Regions from separate parts of the Capra hircus genome. Here region 1 is linked to region 2. A link is a contact called in public Hi-C data. All regions are on one chromosome and are shown on one strand. Each heading gives the region's core, a stretch centred on a gene start, on an enhancer-like site or on the middle of the called end of the contact. The rest is flanking DNA. Distances are from core to core; before and after follow the strand shown. Region 1 holds the start of RNGTT (mRNA-capping enzyme). Region 2 holds the start of UBE2J1 (ubiquitin-conjugating enzyme E2 J1).

Region 1 (3,649 bases), core at 991-3,490, 290 kb before region 2:
CTTCTAGAAAAAGCATTAGGTTGAAGTTAGTTAAAATTTAAAACTTTAGTTCTTCAAAACAAACTGTTAAGAGAATGAAAAGGCAAGCCACAAACTGGAGAAAAGACTTGAAAAGCATATGAAGTTCCAATACTTTGGCCATCTGATGCAAGGAGCCAACTCACTGGAAAAGACCCTGATGCTGGGAAAGACTGAGGGCAAGAGGAGAAGGGGTAACAGAGGATGAGATGGTTGGATGGTATCACCGACTCAGTGGATGTGAGTTTGAGCAAACTCCAGGAGATAATGAAGGACAGGGAAGCCTGGCGTGCTGCAGTTCAAGGGGTTGCTAAGAGTTGGACATGACTTAGCAACTGAACAACAAAAAAGGACTTGTATTTACAACATATAAAGAACAATAACAACTCACAAATAAAACAACCCAATTTTAAAAATCAGCAAAGGAACTGCCCTGGTGACCCAGTGGCTAAGACTCTGAGTTCCCAATGCAGGGGTCCTAGGTTGGATCCCTGGCCAGGGAACTAAATCCTACATTCTGCAACTAACAGTTTGCATACCACAGCTAAAGATTCCACATGCCCCATCTTATGATCTCCAGTGTCATACAAAGATCGTAGATCCCAAGTGCTACAACTAAGACCCTGCACAGTCAAATAAATAAAAATAAATATTTTTAAAATCAGCAAAAGATTTGGACATTTTGCAAAAGAAGATATGTGAACCGCCAAGAAGCACATGAAAAGATGCTCAACATCAAACCACAATGAGACAGTACTAAGCCCCTATTGGGGCTACCCTGAGAGCTCAGTTGGTAAAGAATGGGTAATATTAAAAAGACTGACCAAATCAAGTGTTAGGATATGGAGCAAAGAAGAATCCTCATACAGACAGGCAGGAATGCAAAATGTTAGGACTTTGAAAAGAGTTTGGCAGTTTTTTGAAAGGTTAAATGTACACCTACTGTATGATCCATCCCTGTCCTAAAGATTTACACAGGGGAAAAGAAAACATATGCCCATACAAAGAACTGTACATGAATGTTCATAGTAAGTTAGTATGCAACAGCCAGAAACTGAAAACCCAAAGGACCATCAATGAATGAATGAATAAACAAATCTAATTTAAACTGGTGTAGCTATAACAATAGACTACTACTTGGCAGTAATAAGGGATGAGTTAATGACACACACAAGCACACATATAAATCTCAAAATAATAATACTGAGTGAAAGATGCCAGAGATAGTCCCCGAAAGAGAGTATGTTTCCATTTATTTTCAAAATTATACAAAACGCAAACTAAATCTATAGTGACAGAGAGCAGATCACCGGTTGCCTGCAGAGAGAGGGATTATCAAGGGCTGGAGGAAACCTGAAGAGGTGATGATTATGTTCACTATCCTGTGTTTCATTCTTGTGTTTCATAGGGGGTATGCGGGAGTCAAAATTTATCCAACTGTACACTTTAAATTTAAAGTCTGTTGGGTCAAACTCAAAGATGAAAAAGTCCTCAAAAGTCATTCTTAAAAAAAAAAAAAAAAGGGGGGGATTTTAAAAAACTAAGCAAAACAAAAACCTCCAGTCTCAGTGTGGATCAATTTCACCACTGGGAACTGCCCTTCCTCCTCTTAAGCCCTCCTTCATCTCAAGACCCACACCCTTCCGAGAACCCTGAAAGGTTTACAAAACTCTTGACTAAGCTTCAAAGTACTGCCCCTCGAGTTCTTGTGTCCTCAGTTCCTGCCACACAGAAACCGCCTATCTACCTTCCTGTTCGCAACATTTAGCCTTACTGAAGAATGACAAGTGCCCCTATTCCCTCCAGTCCAGGTTCCCAAATATTCATCCACGAAGCTTCATCGGACCAAGTACATCTCGGTCCTGAAACACCACTACCGAAAGCTGCACCTCCTCAGCCCACCCCCGGACCCGCCCGTGCGCGGGGACTCGAACACCACAGTCCCGGTTACCTGCCACCGGCTGGCCGCGCCGCGGACAGTTTAGCCACCGCGGCGGGATCTTGTTGTGAGCCATGTCTTGGGGCCGCGCACAGTCGCCCCTCCACCAACGCTCGGCCTAGCGGCCGCCTCCTCGCGGTCCGCTCTGAACCGGAGGTCTGAGGTACCCGAATCCCGGACGGCGTCCGAACCCTAGCCGCTCCGACGCGGTAATGTCAGCGGCGGCGCGCCACTTCCATTCAGGCTCAACTCTAGACGAGCCCACAATGCACCGCCACTTCCGCCCCCAAAGGCCCCACCCACTTCTTTCCGAGGTCAGAGGTGAAAAAGAGAAGCTGGCGGAGGGATGGGAAGGAGTTAAGGCCAAGGCGAATAGAAGGGGCGGGTCTTCCCTCGCCCCGCCCCGCCCAGATCTCGGAGGGCTCTGTGGGCGGCTTCGCAGATGCTCGGCTGCTATAGTGGGAGAAGGCACCCTGCTCCGATACTCTTGCCTGGAAAATCTCATGGACGGAGGAGCCTGGTAGGCTGCAGTCCATGGGGTCGCTAAGAGTCAGACACGACCGAGCGACTTCACTTTCACTTTTCACTTTCATGCATTGGAGAAGGAAATGGCAACCCACTCCAGTGTTCTTGCCTGGAGAATCCCAGGGACGGAGGAGCCTGGTGGGCTGCCGTCTATGGGGTCGCACAGAGTCGGACACGACTGAAGTGACTTAGCAGCAGCAGAAGCAGCAGCAGCAGCTGCTGCCATAGTACGAGATACCGCAGAACTACCGTTCTTTACATTTCTGTCTCGACAGCCGATGGAAACCCTGGAGAATGAAACCAAGCCTCTTTCCAGGCGTAGAGTGGTCCGCAGATTTCGTTAAGGCATCTATCTGTTTTACTGACGAAAGGGGCTTTCTCGCTGCCGTCATACCCCAAGAGCCTGATCGCCCTTTTTTCGGCCAAGTTTGGCGTTTCGGCAGGATCTGGATTTGATTGGGAATTTGAAAAGTTCTTCCTGACTTGGATTAGCGGAACAAGCTTTAGAGAAAATCTAAGGGCGAGAGATTGGAGCACCAGAAATGAGGGATTTCTCTTTGGGGATGTGTTTCTAGGGATCCATGAAGCATCTGAAATTAACCCCAAACCGTGCTTTATGAGTTTTGTTTCTACATTTCTGGAGCAGTTTTATAGTGTATTTGGGAGTCTGAAAGTTACCAACTAATGTGTGTTATTAGCAAAGGCAGGAATTGCTCAGTGGAGTACCGCTACGCGGCAGTGTTCTCAATTTGGCTTACCAAATTGGAAGCATCTTCCAATTCCAGGCGATTGGGAGCTCATTTTATAAACTGTCCCGTAATAAGACTTTCTATAGCTACCAGACTAATTTAGTTAAAGTATTAAATATAAAGCTGGATGCTGGCAAGTTAATTATAGTGTTAACAGGTTGGTTTTAAATATCAGTGCTGTATTTGAACTGCAAGAGAATGCGGTTTGGGACAGGGCAGGGAATGCTTGTTAAAGCAGTGGTCCTCAACCTTTTTGACCAATTTCATGAGAGACAGTTTGTCCACGAACCAGGCTGGGGAGAGGGGGTTGGTTTCAGGATGATTCAAGCACATTTCATTCATTGTGCACTTTTATTTCTATTATTATGACACCGACTCCACCTTAGATCATCAGGCATTAGATCCTGGAGGTTGGGGA
Region 2 (4,252 bases), core at 1,572-4,071:
GAACGAGCAGATAGGGCCCTTCTGAAGAAATCTTGCCACAGGAAGTTCTTTACACGTTATGTCCCCTTACTTTGTACTCTGAGACCCTGATACTTAGACCAGAACAGACCCAAAAAAGAGAGCAGGGTGCCTGATCCAGAAGCAACTACTGACAGGGTAGTCAGAGGCTTAAGAGGTAGCCTCACATAGAGTTCTGCCCATTATCACAGGTCCATTCTAGAAAAATCATTAAAAATACATTGTTCCATCTATAAAATGAACAAATTTACTATCCATATGCTAACAAACTGGCCTTTAACCAGTTATTTGTATTGTCTTAATTGTCCCATCCATATCTCTAAGACAATTCCACGTCAGACAGAAAAAGGGTTATAGCTCTTACATTGTGCAGCGTTTTTAACCACTTCCTTTCATGCATTCATTACCTTAAAAAGTATTACCAGACAGAAAAAAACAAAAAAAACATTTTCAAAAAAAGAAAACATTTTCACTATGCTTTCCGCACTTTCAATAAGTTCCATATTTCAGCTAATTCACTTTTTCTGTGAACACCAAATGATCTGTAGAATTAAAACAAAAAGTTTAAAAAAACTCTTTTTTAGAACAATAGCACTACCTCTGAGGAAACGAAACCGAAAAGACGAAGCAATTTATTATACAGCTAGAAGCATGTCTACCAAAGAAAGCTCAACCAGTACCTACCTTACAGTAGGTCATACAGTGTAGAAACAGAAAAAAATTCTGAAGAATTTTATAAGCTTATCACAGTCTCGGGTACAATAACCTATCAAAATTCAGCAAAGTCCTCTGACAACAATCTCTTGGGACCCACCAACACTCCATTCCAAACTGCACTATTACTCATTTTCATTATTCTCTGGACATTCCACTAAATACCTCAGCTGTCTCAAGGAACTTGGTACCATGTGACCAAACAGTCATCCTACATTTTACCCACATATTTTTATTAAAATCTAGCACAATTTTCACATTCTAAGCATTCCACCATCTAATCTTAAAATTAAGCTTTTCTTTCCCTCGTTCTCTTTCATCTCCCTTTATTCCCCCTGGCGTAGGAGATGGGTTGAGGATGGCAGGGGTGGTGAATCCACTGAAATTGAATCCTATAAACGTACTTCTTGGAGAGTCCAAACCCTTCCGCGGATTTATTTTTTTTTAAGTCTATGGCTCCCCCAAACGTTATGACTGATTCTTGGTTACCGGAGAACGTTTCTTAGCCTGACAGAACTCAAGTTAACAAAGCTCTGTTCAATCAGTATCCTCAGGCTTTTCTTCAGTTTTTGTTATGTTTTTAAGTCATTAAAAAAAATCCAAGATTCACAGTATCAACTCTCTCCATGAGCATGCTAATCTTGCTGATTCTTACTGAGAAGTCGCTTCTTCGGAAGGGGAAAAAAAAAAAAAAAAGAACCAATAAAGGTTGGCCAAACCATCACTAAAATCCTTTATTAGGATTATTTAGACCTGAAGTGTGGAGTTTCTCCCTCTGAACAAATTTATCAAGGTACAAATCCAATACCACTTACAGAATCCAAAGGTTTGTTTGAAGCCTGTCTTAATCTGAGAGCTGCTTCCTTTTCGTGCTTCTTAATTTTGTTGTTTAGTCACTAAGTCGTTTCTGACTCTTTCGCGACCCCATGGACTGTAGCCCGCCAGGCTCCTCTGTCCACGGGTTCTCCAGGCAAGAACACTGGAGTGGGTTGCCATTTCCTCCTCCAGGGGATCTTCCGGACCAGAATGCACCCCGCGTCTCCTGCACTGGCAGGCGGATTCTTTATCGCTGAGCCATCAGGGAAGCCCGCTTCTTTATTATACACCAGAAAAGTATTTGAGGCTAGGATTGTTTGGCTGCTTCTGTGAATGAAGCAGGGGTATTAAAGACAGGAAGAGAAGTTTCTATGCCTGAAAAGAGGCATACATACATCATACCAGTATGGCTAAAATCATGGTTAGTTCTAAAGTACATGGTTCAACTAGTTTTCTTAGCTTTTTGGTTAACCGCTTTAGTCCAGAACATTTCCTTTATGTCTGTAATTCTATTTGCCCCAAAGCCTGCAAACAGGACGTTTAAACGAAATCCTCAAATGAGAGTGAGTCAAACAGCTAATAAAAGTCCGGTGGCGGCGACGGAGAAGAGCTAACGACCGTGTTCAAGGCGCAGGTAGGGCAAGGGGTTGATCTCTATTACTCACGGCCATCACCATTACACCTGTTCGCGGGGACGAGCTGATAACCCAGTTCTACGTGGCGAAAATGAGGGAAGGGCAGTCGGGGTGCGGAAGGGAGACCCCAGGTTTTGTGCCTGCCGGGCCGCCCGGCTCCGCGGCCTGCACCAGCCCGGCAGGCGGCGGGCTGGCGTAGAGCGCGGAACCGGGAGCGGAGCGGCGAGTGGCGGCCGACGCGAGGGGACCGCGGCGCGGGTCCCCGGGGTCCGGGGTCACTCCCCCATCGCGCTCACCGTGCGGCACCGCCCCCTGCCCACAGCCCCGCTCACCCGGACTCTTCAGGTTGTAGCGGGTCTCCATGGCGGGGGGCTGGCCCGGCTCCAGCCTCCCGGCCCGCCGCCGCCGTCGCCGCCTCTCCGCGCCGCCGCCTCCCGCGTCTCAACTCGGTTCGGGCCGACCGGGTCTGGCCGAGGAGCCTCCGCGGTGGCCGCCCCGCCCAGGCCGGGACTGCGGGCGGGGCGGGAGGGCGCGGGCTCCGCGGTGGCACCGCCTCCTGCGCTGCTCCCCCGCCTCCCAGAGGGCCGGGCAGGCGCCGGCGCCGGCCGGGGTGTCGCTGAAGCCGGGGCTGGGCTGGAGGTCAGCCTCCTCGTCTGGCCGCGGGCCCAAAGCCGCCACGGCCGCCCGGCCTGCGTCACCCGCCCTCGCCCAGGTTTTGTGAAGTTGTCCTGACGTGGCAGTCGCTTCGTGGCGGGGGCGCGGCTCGGCCGCTGGTCACCTCCCCGGTCCCGCGAAGCGCACTCCCGGATCTGCAGGAGCGGGCGGCGCTCAGGTCTTAGCCTTGCCCGGGCCCACCCGGGCTCCCCAGGCGCTTGCGGGACTTCCCGCGGAAAGGCGCGGCCCGAAACGCCCCGACCGCCCTCGCTGCGGGTGGATCTGGGCCCAGGTCCTCGAGACCGGTTCAGAGGCACCCCAGCCCGTCGCCCGTGTGGGCCGGCTACTGCCAAGTGCTTTGTTTTCAGATCGGTAGCTGTCTGAGGTGGAAACAGTTAAGCAGGAAAGGAGAAATCCAGTGATAAGAGAATGAGAAGGGTTTTTATAACATTTTTTTTTTTCCCCAGACAAATATGCTTGGGTGCAAGGCAGTTAGTTAAGCATTTGGGGAGATTTTTAAAGAAGAATTGAATCGGGTTCGGAAGCATACATATATGAAAGGTATCCCCTCAAAGAACACATTTCGGGCTTCATTGCAGAAACTGACGTCACGAAAAAGACGTAAAAAGGGACAAGGATTTAGGAAAAGGGGGGGATTGGGACGACGGAGAGGATGAAGAGGGAAGGAGAGAATTCTATGTGGAATGAAGAGGGTTAACCAGGCTGGGCAAATTTTATTTTGTTATATAAAAATAGAAAACTTTCTTTTTGAAAGGTAACAATATGCCACCCCAAAATATACCTCTTTGGCATAAGGATTATCTTGAGCTGAATATTTTTGAGAAAGAGCAGGCACAAGAAAATCTCTGAAAATAGAGTATAATTTATCGTTTCCTAAGGGGCCGCAAAGAGTGGGACACGACTGAGCGACTGAACTGAACTGAAGGGAAATTCACGTTTTTTAAAACACATTTTTTTTGCTGTGCTGTGCTTAGTCGCTCAGTTGTGTCTTCTTGCGACCCCATGGACTCTTTGCAACCCCTGGACTGTAGCCCACCAGGCTCCTCTGTCCAAGGGGATTTGCCAGGCGAGAACACTGGAGAGGGTTGCTATACCCTCCTGCAGGGGAATCTTCCCAACCCAGGGATCAAATCCAGGTCTTCCGCATTGCAGGTGGATTCTTTATGGCCTGAGCCACCAGTGTCTGAGAAAGTTGATGGAGGAGGTACTAACAAATCTTCGAAACAACCTTTACCCCTGTTTCCCTGTGCCCTTTCATTACTGGCCGCCTTCAATCCCCCCTGTCTTTAGCTGAAGATACTATTAATCTTTGGTAGTGACTCAGGGACATACTCAGCTTGTTTCTTCTTTTGTTCATTTGTCTGTTGCAAGGGGTTTCAGCCAAGAACTCATAA

What was found. A called contact is a pair of places that touch in the nucleus more often than the background predicts.
Region 1: a Hi-C map of blood shows a contact between it and region 2, with 4 times the contacts expected there. The contact joins the promoter of RNGTT here to the promoter of UBE2J1 in region 2. A contact is called at or near these places in 2 of 5 Hi-C or Micro-C datasets (both in blood).

Annotation. Positions count from the first base shown.
Region 1 is chr9:48,396,946-48,400,594 of ARS1.2, reverse strand. It overlaps RNGTT (mRNA-capping enzyme), which reads right to left and starts at 2,240. Exons shown (of 16, transcript XM_018053155.1): 1 at 1,970-2,240. The coding sequence starts at 2,033.
Region 2 is chr9:48,104,622-48,108,873 of ARS1.2, reverse strand. It overlaps UBE2J1 (ubiquitin-conjugating enzyme E2 J1), which reads right to left and starts at 2,821. Exons shown (of 8, transcript XM_018053150.1): 1 at 2,516-2,821. The coding sequence starts at 2,546.